4 separate regions of the Hordeum vulgare genome follow, and all the other regions are linked to region 2. The links are chromatin contacts, called in public Hi-C maps. All regions are on one chromosome and are shown on one strand. The core of a region is the stretch at or near the end of the contact, and the rest is flanking DNA. Distances in the headings are between cores, read along the strand shown.

Region 1 (2,835 bases), core at 278-2,777, 760 kb before region 2:
ACCACCACGCCTCAACGGAGTCGAACAAGTGCCAGGCGGATGTGTCGAGGTCGTGGATGCGAATTTTCTGAATCACCAAGTTCTAAAGCCTGAGAGATTAACGACATCTAAAGAAAAGATGTGAACCACATTTCTGTGAGGGGGCAAGGGCCACAATTTGGGCATCCTCGCTTATCCAATCTGCCAGCCGTCCAGAGCCTGTCTTGAAGTGCAAGCCAGACAAAGAACTTGACTTCCGGTGGTGCCCACACCTTCCAAACGCTCATCAAGCTGCACCTCATGTAAAAGCATCCAAAGGGTAAAGAATTGTGTGACATGCTCAATGGAAACCAATGAAGGCGGTTTGATTTTGAGGATCCACACGCTTTCCTTAAGGGCCTCCTGTACCTTCCAACGCTAACGGGAGGAGGACTGAAAAATGAGCTGAGCGATATGCTTAGGCTTGCGGCCTAGAAGCCAAGGAGAGTCTCATAATGGAGTCCTTGCACCATTCCCGACCGTAACGGTAGTACAAGCATAGAAGAACTCAAGGTCTTCCATGTCGCACGGGTTCCCACTCCCTATCCACAACTTTGTGGGATCCTTCCACTCGTACCAAGGCCACCGCAAGCGCAGGCCCCGTACGAACTTGTTGGTGTTGAGGACCCCATGTCCACCATAAGCAAACGACTAACCATGTCCCAATTGACCTTGCATTTTGCTTCTGTTGTCTTTTCGGACCCTGACCACAGGAAGGTCCGCTTAAGTTTGTCAATGTTCTGCAGGATCGTAGGTTGGACGACAAGGGGCGTAATGAAGTACTCCCTCTGTAAACTAATATAAGAGTGTTTAGATAACTAAAATAGTGATCTAAATGCTTTTATATCAGTTTACGGAGGGAGTAGATCACTTGAGAAGCGAGCACCAACTTGACAAACGCTGCACGCCCGATGGTGGTGATGTTTTGGCCCTAATAAGTTGTCAATTTGCTTGCCACCTTGTCTACAAGAAATTGCAGGTCAACAAGCTGCAACTTCCACACCCAGAGTGGGAGCCCCAAAATATCGGAGCGGAAAGGAAGCCTTGATAGCTGGCAACCCCTGGGTGATGCGGGCCAAACCAAGGTTGGCGCACTGATTGGGCACCATTGCAATATTATTGAAGTTTGTGTATAGGCATTGCAAATGGATGCATAATGGGGGAAAATCTGCCCTTAGTACTGACCATATATTGCCGGTGTTCAGATTTTTATTTAGTCTGGATTTAGCTAATGGGTTTTATATCCCTTTAAAATGGTAAGTACAGACAGAAAAAGTGATTTATTTTTCGAAACAGTAAAGGAAAGTAAGTTGGAGATTCCATAATTTTTCTAGTAAACAAAAGTTGGAGATTCCATAAATTTTGTGGAAAGCGAGAGGATACCATGTTCTTTTCTTTTGTTACGCTCCAAGAAGTCAGTTTACTTTGTTGTGCCTATACCTGGTCATGGACAGCCTAGCCTGGACGGCCCGACCCGACCCGACACAAAAATCCGAGGCTGGGCCGGGCCTAGCCATGCCATCGGGTCGGGCACGGGCCTAGAAATGAAGCCCTATAGTCGGGCCGACCTGGCTCTGGCCCATAGAAAACAAAAATTAAGTCGTGAACGGGCCAGGCCAAACGGGCATTGTCGGGCTTTGTCGGGCTTGGGCCCAATATTTAAACCCGACAGTTGGGCCGGGCCGGGCTCGGGCTGGGTTTTCAGCATCGGTTTTTTTTGGTCCGGCCTGAAGCCTGGCCGGACATATGCCCATGTATAGTTGTGCCTATATTCACTAGATTCTTTTTTCACAGGGTTATAGTTAATTGTGCAATATTATTATTTTCTTTTTTGAAAGGCAAACAACGGGTGAATAGACAACATGAGGTGATAGTAAGTTGGCAATTTTGTCAACTTTTAGGACTGAGACAGAATATATTTTATTATTCACACGTCTCTTTCACTAAGATATTGTATATTCATGGTTAGCTAGATAGAGGGTTCTCTATGATTGAACTACTGACAGTAAATTAACTGGATCTATTTAATTAAAAAACTGCCATATCAATGTGAGTCCACATACATTCTTGCATATTTGCTTTATCTGGCTTAAGAGAGAATCTTGTCGCTTACCCTGGTTTTAGAACTTCGAGACATGTATTTGTTTGTCCTGTGAGATACATTGTGATCACCAACCGGTGGTCGTCTGCTTTCCTGCAAATAGCACCATAAAATCAAGTTCATTGAACCCAGACAGATTTTTGGTGGAAAAATATCGATATATTTATTTGGGAAGTTGGTTTATTAAATTTCAAGGATTATACAGTATTGTTGTGAACCTCAATTTGGTCCACATTTTCATTTTCATTTGTTCAAGTTTCGTCTTGATTATCTTAGCATGGTGATATGAAAAGAGTGTTGTATGTGACAGTGGCAAAGCTTGGACAAAATCAAGGAGGGACCAACTATGTTTGCTAGATGAATTAAGCTGTAATTTTGATGTTTAATTAGTAAAGAAGCTTGACATACTATTATCTAAACAAGCCCACCATGGTCACCACTCATCGCTACCCCTTATCCCCTTACACGAGTCGGCCAGCCGGTCTATATGTTTTTGGCAAATTTTAACATGTTGCCTCTTACTTTATCTTTTTACATTGTGGTAAAAAAGTAAGAGTTAATTAGGCAACTAGTTGATATGGTTCACATCTTATTATACACTCTTACCTTTCATGTGAAAACAGGCGAAAAGTCCTCCCTCCACCCCTCCCGTGTCGTCCCTACAGGCGACCAGATGCAAACCCTAGCGACGACCCCTCCTCCTCCCTTCCCGTCTC
Region 2 (2,830 bases), core at 70-2,569:
GTCGCCGTGTGCATCCGCCATGGCCTCGCTCCTGCTGGGTTGGAGCAGCTCGCCGGCGGCGTGCTGCATCCCGTCGCAGCATGCCGTCATCATCGTCGTGTTGCCGTGTGCTTCATCACAACACCGTCGTAGCATCCCATCGCCTGTCGTGTTGTATCCTGTCGCCCGCCCTGCTGCATCCCGTTGCCGTCGTGCTGCATCCCCGCCTTTGATGTTCATCCCCTGCCTTTCTCCCAGTCGTGGATCTCCATCGTAGTACTCACGAATTTCTGCGCTGCGACAGCTCGTGTTCCACCGGCACGTAACAAATCAGACTGGTTGTTGAAGTGAAGCTGGTGGAAGAGGTGCAGTTCAACGGGCTGCTGCCGCGCCGCGATGGTGTAGATGCAATGCAACATGCCAGTGGTGGGTGGAGGAGCTGCACTACAACGGCAATGGTTCTACGCGTCAGCTGCGGAACTGCAGTTCAACGACCACGGGGCCGTGCGTCAGCGGCGGAGTTGCAGTGCAACGACCATGGAGCTGTAGTGCAGTGAAACAAGTCGGTGACTGACGGAGCTCCAGTGCAATGCAATGGGGCATGGTGTTGTGTGCCGGCGGCGGAACAACATTGGAGCACTCTCCGGGTGTGTAAGCATCGCCAAAATTGCAGTGAAGCTTCGCCGTAGGTGTAGTGATGCATGTCGGAGGGTCGTGGAAACTTCGTCGAGATTGCAATGGAGCCGTCGGAGTTGTAGTGAAGCGTATTGCAGCTGCAGTCAAGCACACCGGAGGGTCGTCGAAACTCCATTGAGGTTGCAATGGAGTGACGGCGGGGTTGCAACGGTATGCCGGCGACGCCGTTGATGTTGCCATGGAAGCTACGTCGTTGATTCTGCCATGAAAAACTGCAATGCCGAGGATACGAAGAAGGAAGTCGGGGAATCATCCAACTGATTCATAGCAGTGCCTATAAAATAAATCCCACTTACTTAGAAATTGTACGAACTCCCTTTGCTCTGCAGAGCGGAGCGGGGCGTTGTGCACTTGTAATTTAGGAAGTACTCCATCCGTTCCTAATTATAAGTCTTTTTAAAGGTTCCACTAGTGAATTACATACGGATGTATATAGACATACTTTAAAGTGTAGAGTCACTTATTTTGCTCTGTATGTAGACCCCTAATAAAATTTCTTAAAAGAATTATATTTAGAAACGGAGGGAGTAGCTAATAGGATGAGCGGCCCTCCTCTACACGGTGGAGGAGTGCCGAACACAGCCTTAGTAGCAGGTCCCACCTACGAGCGCCATATATTGAATAAGAAAAGATACCCTGCAGCGCCGGCGCATAATAAAAGGAGACGTTGGAGGCTTTCCCCTTGCCCCATCCCGAATTAAACCCCTTCCTCCTCCCAATTCGCGTCTTCACGGAATCCAAACCCCAAACACCATCCATGGCGATGGCGTCCTTCCGCCTCCTTCCTCTCGCGCTCCTGCTCTCCGTGGCGCACGCGCGGACCCCACGGCTTGAGCCCACCATCCGGCTGCCGTCGCAGCGCGCCGCCGGGCAGGAGGACGATGACTCCGTCGGGACCAGGTGGGCCGTCCTCATCGCCGGCTCCAACGGCTACTACAACTACCGCCACCAGGTGAGCACGCGCTATTATACTACTCTTTGCTCGTTTGCATCTCCGCGATCCTCGATTTTCCGTTCCTATTTTGTCTTCCTGTCGGTTAATTCCCTGGTGTGCATCGCCGAAACAATAGGTTGGAAAAAAAATGTTCCGTTTGGTGTCGCTGCGTGTTCCTGATTGTTCCCTCCTATTTTGCGTGGTTGACGCGTTGAGTAATCCTACCAAAATTGGACTATGATTAGCGAACCCTGTTAATATGATGATGATATTGGCGCGGTGCCATATCGCCGTGAGGCAAATACTTGGTTTAAGAACGATTTCTTGTACATCTCATTTGGCATATAAACTGGAAAAATAAAATTAAATATCGTACATATGGCCTGCGTTTTTGTTACGGGCTCCACCCACTGATTTTTTTTTTAATAGAAAAGGAGGCTCCACACACTGATAAGATGAGTGTGTATTATTGTAGTACAACCCTTGTGGTTCCACCCACTAATAAGTACGGTTCCTTATGCTACTATTTTGTCTGTATATATGGTATAAAACGTAATGATATAATTAACTGCACTGCTCAGCCAAAATGATTTTGTTGTTGCTACGTACTGGCAGGCTCTTTGAACACGAATTCAGCTGTGTGTGTTTTTTTGTACACTTGATAGTACAGTACCACCATGACGATGAAATTGGGAGGGGTTAGTGACGATAATTAAGTACTGTGTTTGATTTGTGGACCCGAATTTTGCACTTTGCAGGCCGATATCTGCCACGCCTACCAGATCATGAAGAAGGGTGGTCTCAAGGATGAAAACATCATCGTTTTCATGTACGACGACATTGCGCGCAACCCAGAGAACCCAAGGCCGGGCGTCATCATCAACCACCCCCAGGGTGGAGATGTCTATGCTGGGGTCCCTAAGGTAATCACGCGTCTTCAAGGAAATTTTTCCAGTAATTGTTGATGCAGTAAAAATCTAAGATTGGTAGATTACCTTACTGGGTGTTACAAACTCTTTGATGGTTGCAGAAAAATGTGAATGTAATATTTTAGAAATTACACAAACGGTAATTTCAGTAGCAGTTTGCACCTTGTTGAAAATGATTGAATGTCTAAATTTTATCAGTCTTTATGCTATTTTCCAATTGGTCGTGGGTAAGAAGAAGGCCAACTTTCTATGTGATAATGTCAACATCTTAATGGAATGAACCAGTTCTAAT
Region 3 (2,746 bases), core at 154-2,653, 880 kb after region 2:
AATTACATTCCTACCACCGCCACCCTTCTCTTTTTTCAAAAAAAACAAACAAAGGATAGACAAGTCATTATGCAATGTAAAACCTGGATTACAGTTTATATAATCTGGCCTCCAAACATGTCCACCTAGATTATTTTTATAAACCAGATTATATAATCTATCTTCATAATCCAGATTATCATAATCTATTATGGTTCCAAACATGGCCTAAGATGCATAGCTAAACTGCTACATCAATTTGTTGGAGGCTACAAACTTACTATTGGAAAGTAACTTGATTGAAAACCTATGGAAATGAAAATAATATACCATGGTTAGTTCCAGGTATAACATGAGCTGTGATGAAGTTAAGCTACCTTCACAGAATCCTATGATTTAGTCAGAATAAAAGACTGAATTTTGTCAACAAACTGTGTTCATGTGTTGTCAGACAAAAAACTGAATTTCTTCAACAGTTAGCTGACACTTATTCAGTGTGGGGTGACACGAAAACAAAATTATAAATCATCAAGACACCAGGAGAATTATTTTACATTATCTATACGCAATTTTTAGTGAAAATTAGAGTCTTGCCAGTAAAGGGAAGAATAAATTTGATAAATACTACTCAACCATAATTTTCTAAATCCTCAGATTGATCCATTTTAAACTTCAGTGTCTTAAGAAGGTGTATATCTGATCAGAGTACTGTACTCTTTTTCAATCTAAGTAGGCTGTACGGATCAATTACAAAAATAGCATTGCCCTTTAAATATGATTATACACTGGTTTATTTAGCGAAACATTATGCTGCTATCGCGTGCCTAATTTTTTCACTGATCTGGATGCCAGCACCTTAGAACCACATGTCAGGTAAAGTAATAACACAAACAGTGAAATTTGGATGTTAGCATGGATCGAATTGGGAATTCAAATATATAGGGCGAAAATTATCCAACCACATATAAACGGGTCGCACTGATCATACGGAACATAATAAATCTCCTACGCCCAACCTGAATCTACGAAACCACAAATCTACGGATGAAAACGCGATCGAACAAGAATCAGAGAAACACGGGCGGATCGGCACACATATTCCGACTCCCAACCATGCATCCATCAAACGGATCAAAGGAACCGAAATCTCATCAAGATCTCACCAAATCTGAACTCCCTATGTATAGGACGCAAGCCGAGGCGATCTAAACCACAAAGAGACAGCAAGGTAACGTATCTTGTCCGGACACACGACGCGCAGGCGGGGGATCAATCAATCGAGCATGGTGACGATGAGACGGGAGGATTACGCGCGCGTACCTGACGAACTCGCTGATCCTGCTCTTGTCCGTCTGGCTTCCAAACCTGGTGCGTGAAATTCGAGCGCGGAATACTCTCCGTGCTGTGCGTGTCCCTTATATCTACGCACAGCCTAGCCGCATTCCGGGTCGGGTCGAGCCCAAAGTCCGCTCGCGCTGCGTGACGTGGCCCGCGCGATCTGATTGGACGATGCGCTTCCCCATTCGTCGATCAAGGCCGTTCGCCTGGCTACCGGGTCTCAAGTCGCCCGCCAGCAAAGTTGACCGTAATTATCTCGTCCAAAGGTCTGCCTCGCGTACCTTTTTTTCTTAAAGTTGACCGTAATTAACGCCCACACGTATGTGCGTTAAGGAGTGTTGCCTCTACATTTCGTATAATGTGTAAGGAAAACAGCACATACGTCTCTCGGTGAGCAAAACAGCTAACGTCAACACGTCCGGTCTCCTACCTGACGACCCGTACATCCGGCCTGCCACCTCGCGGTTACGCATGCCCCCGCGTGACAGTTTCACTCAGTTGTCATGTAACATTTAGAAGACATGGCAACTGACAGGCAAGCGAACGTGGTCAGTTTCACTCACTTGCCATGTAACACTCGTAAGACATGGCAACTCACACGCATGTGGTCACGGCCAGTTCCACTCATTTGACATGGAGAAGACATGACAACTGACAGGCATGCGGGCATGGCAGTTCCACTCAGTTGTCACGAGGAAGACATGTCAACTCGCACGCATTCGGGCACGACAGTTTCACTAAGTTGTCATGTAACACTTGGAAGACATGGCAACTCACACGCATGCACACACGACTGTTTCACTCAGTTGCCATATAACACTAGGAAGACATGGCACTAAAGTTTGGGCCTTTAGCACCCCTTACTTGTGCACGGGCAGTTGTAGCCACACCCGCGGCAAAGCCTGTCGGAGGACAGCTAAAGGCAAGTACGAAGATATCAAGAAGACGTTCAAGCCAACGACTAGAAGACTAAAGACCAGAGGCAGGGATCCCGACAAGATCCTTGTCGGGGAAGCTAGCGGAGCCCCAACAAGACGTGCACCCGGCAAGATCCCACCAACCTGCCACTGCTCCAGCGCAGCGGCCAGGTGTCGTTCCTCCTGGGTACGTGTCGAGCGACATCTGGGGGTTGAGCAGTGCCAATGGGACGCGTCCCTGTCCCGTGTCACACAAGGTCACGGATGCGTGACAGAGCGTTTAATGCGTCTGTCTTAAACCGTCAGTAAACACTATAATAGTTGTACACCCCGTGCGTGCACAGTTAACTGTGCACCTCGTGGGTGTCCTGTTACGCCATTGTTGGTGACCCCTTTGACATATAAAAGGAGGCCCAAGGCATAGCTTAGGGGGGGGGTCTGATCGAGTCTCACACATATAGTCTCGGACAGATACTCTCGCATCTACTCTCAGTCTATGGTTTAGACTCTTT
Region 4 (2,767 bases), core at 241-2,740, 800 kb before region 2:
TTACTAGGGACGTAGTTTTGTCTATATATCCACACATGTATCTATGCTTTCATTCAATACAATTATAGCATGGATAATAAACGATTATCTTGAAACAGGAAATATAATAATAACTATTTTATCATTGCCTCTAGGGCATATTACCAACAGGGGAAATCATGGCGGTGTACTATGGGGCTGGCGGCGCCGGCAACAATGGCGGGTCTGTCCTCAACGAGTCAGTGTGCGGCTCGGTGAGATGTACGCAGAGGAGGAGCGGGAGCTGCTGGTGGAGCTACGGGGGCTGCTGGGCGTGCAACACGGCCACCCGCACTCGTTGTTCGTCTGGTGCGGTTACTGCAACACGACATCGTAGGAGATGGTGCATGGTGCCGATCATCCGCTGCTCGTTTCCCTGCTCCACGACGACGGCGGCGACGGTGGCTCCACCGCCACCTCCTCGTAGTAGGGGCACCATGACCTGTTTGTGGCCACCCACGTCGTGGCGGAGTCGCGGCGGCTGGCGGAGCTGAGCGACTTCTCGACGGTGACACATCTGTTATCGTCGGCATAGAGGCTGGTGGTGCAGTCCCCGCCGACGCAGTAGCAACATGACCTGCTGGGCGGGCTGGACACGGAGGTGAGCAACATGCGGTGGCGGCGCAGCCAGCAGCAGCCGACGACGCTCACGTCCCGTCAGCGACGCCCTCGGGCACGCCGCGGGCATCGTCGGGCGGAGGAGGATGGGGAGCGAGCCGCTGACCCCAACATCAGCATGGCGCACAGCGGAGCATCAGGCAAAGGCGACCATCGTGCGCAAGTCCATGAACCGGGTGAGCGACGTGCACGGGTTCGAGAAAGCGCGCTTCTGATGATGGTGCCGGCGAGGAACGACGATCAACGACCGTGATCTTTGTTTTGGTTTCTTGGTTTCCTTTTTGTTGAAATCGGACGTGAAGAAGAAGAAGAAGCCCCTACCAGAGTGCGGTGGACGGACGGACGACTAGAGGTGTTCGCCACGAGCGTCCCCACCATGCCGAACGCGTAGAGCGAGGAGGTGAAGGCTGTGGGGGCGTAGTCATGTGATTTTGTGATCCGCGACATCCCCACCAGAATGGGTGATTTTTGGTGATTCGTGTGATTTTGCAAAAGCACCACTCGATTCCTCGTGTATAGCAGCTGTACGACTGACCGTAGCTGAGTTAGCAGTTAACGCACGTGTGGAGAGGCTAGTCAAGAGCCCAATTAGCAAATACATATACAAAATTATATTATGGACCGTATGTGAACCCCTAGGACAATTATGAAGACCGTATTTCAAATATTTACAACTATATAAACTAAAGTAACCATTAAAACAAACTATGAACACCTACAATGAATTTTTCTCCTACCAATAAGTCGATTTGAGATACTTTTGTTTTGGGGGGTGTAGCCAGGGCTGCAGTATTCCACGGAAACTCCTGGGCCGAAAGTGTTGACGCCAGGAATGGAGCCCATGGAGAAACTCAGACGATATTGGTGTGGACGGACACATCCCACCCTCCCGTACCGGCGAACGAGACGACACTCCGCTCTGCTCGCTCGTACTCAGGCGAGATGGAAGCCGCGTCCTTGCCGCTAGCCACCTCCCGCTTCCTCTCCCCGCCAGCGACTGCGGCGTCCTGCTCCCGCACGCGTAGCGTCCCTTCTGCCCGCACCGCCAATCAGGCACTGGAAGCACGTAAAGTCCCTAGAGCCCAGCGGCCGTCCCCCCGGCGCAACGCCGTCGCTGAGGTCAAGGCCGCTCCCGAACCCGTCGCCGCCCTAACCAGGTACACATACCGGCAGCATTCGTTTCCTGTCGTTGTAGTGATTCCCCACTTTAAGCTCAGCTGCTGTACCATTTGAATTATCCCACTTGCGTACTATGGGCAATAGAAATGGGCTACTGCTAATCAGAGTTGAACCTAAACCCTGCGAATTCTGTTACAGATTTGAGGATGTGCTGCAGACACAGGACTGCAACGTAATCTTGCGCCACTTTGGAGAAATCAGGCGATGGGATGTGCTTTCCAAGGTACTCCAGTTGTCGGCAAACGTGAATTATGCCAGCATTGATAGACTTAACAATTAGCCCAGTCGTTTAGATCACCTGAAGATAAGATAAAACAGAAGGGAAGATGGGGTTCTTACCACCAATGGAAGAGGCCATTGGTGTAGTCGATGCGAAGTCCCGTGCCTGCTCGATGCAGGCGTGATGCAGGCTCGGGGCAGACAGTCGTAGCAGGTAGCGGCGTCCCTCCGGGCGCCACCTGCACTGTCCTGGAACAGGGGGAGAGCTTGGAGATGATCTTCCCATCGTGCAGCGCTCCCCTAGATCGGTTAGGGTTTTAGGGATGTAGGGAGCAGTAGTGGACCGTACGTGAATCAATCTCGCACGCAGGTGCCGGCTGCTCCCCACCCTTTTATGTGCGCTAGCGACAGGGGACCAAAACCACGTTGGTTAGGGTGCCCCCGATCAGGGCGCTTCTGTTGTGACGAGGGAAACGTTTATTGGACCGTGCCCCCTCCCTTTCACGTTACTTTCTGATTATCCTTTATCTTTATTTTTCTTTCTTTCTTTTCTCTGCAGCCCGTTGGGCCTTAGATCAAATACCAACATTCTCCCCCTTGATCGTTAGGCTCATTAACTTTTGTCCATTCTCCATAGGAATGATATACCAGAGTAGGGTGTTACAACGACAAATGAAATGCCATTGAACCGCCATACTCATAGCACTCATCCTATTTCGAAGCGGAATACATA

What was found. Hi-C and Micro-C count contacts between places; a contact is called where the count stands out from the background.
Region 1: a Hi-C map of leaf shows a contact between it and region 2, with 5 times the contacts expected there. The contact joins the enhancer-like site here to the promoter of LOC123443708 in region 2. A contact is called at or near these places in 3 of 6 Hi-C or Micro-C datasets (leaf and seedling).
Region 3: a contact with region 2 is called in a Hi-C map of seedling, with 7 times the contacts expected there. The contact joins the promoter of LOC123443711 here to the promoter of LOC123443708 in region 2. A contact is called at or near these places in 2 of 6 Hi-C or Micro-C datasets (leaf and seedling).
Region 4: a Hi-C map of leaf shows a contact between it and region 2, with 4 times the contacts expected there. The contact joins the promoter of LOC123443707 here to the promoter of LOC123443708 in region 2. A contact is called at or near these places in 2 of 6 Hi-C or Micro-C datasets (leaf and seedling).

What each region holds. Positions count from the first base shown.
Region 1 is chr3H:307,922,619-307,925,453 of MorexV3_pseudomolecules_assembly, forward strand. No RefSeq gene overlaps it. Among protein-coding and RNA genes, the nearest start is that of LOC123443707, 39 kb to the left of the region's middle. Within about 2 kb of position 1,528, at least 1 of the 3 cell types and tissues checked has open chromatin away from gene starts, as enhancers often do. A contact at or near this core is called in leaf, where this site is marked.
Region 2 is chr3H:308,683,848-308,686,677 of MorexV3_pseudomolecules_assembly, forward strand. LOC123443708 (vacuolar-processing enzyme-like) reads left to right here and starts at 1,320. Exons shown (of 9, transcript XM_045120208.1): 1 at 1,320-1,627; 2 at 2,368-2,532. The coding sequence starts at 1,433.
Region 3 is chr3H:309,568,275-309,571,020 of MorexV3_pseudomolecules_assembly, forward strand. It overlaps LOC123443711 (protein transport protein Sec61 subunit beta-like), which reads right to left and starts at 1,404. Exons shown (of 2, transcript XM_045120210.1): 1 at 1,300-1,404.
Region 4 is chr3H:307,883,806-307,886,572 of MorexV3_pseudomolecules_assembly, forward strand. It overlaps LOC123443707 (pentatricopeptide repeat-containing protein At1g10910, chloroplastic), which reads left to right and starts at 1,491. Exons shown (of 10, transcript XM_045120207.1): 1 at 1,491-1,793; 2 at 1,954-2,038. The coding sequence starts at 1,579.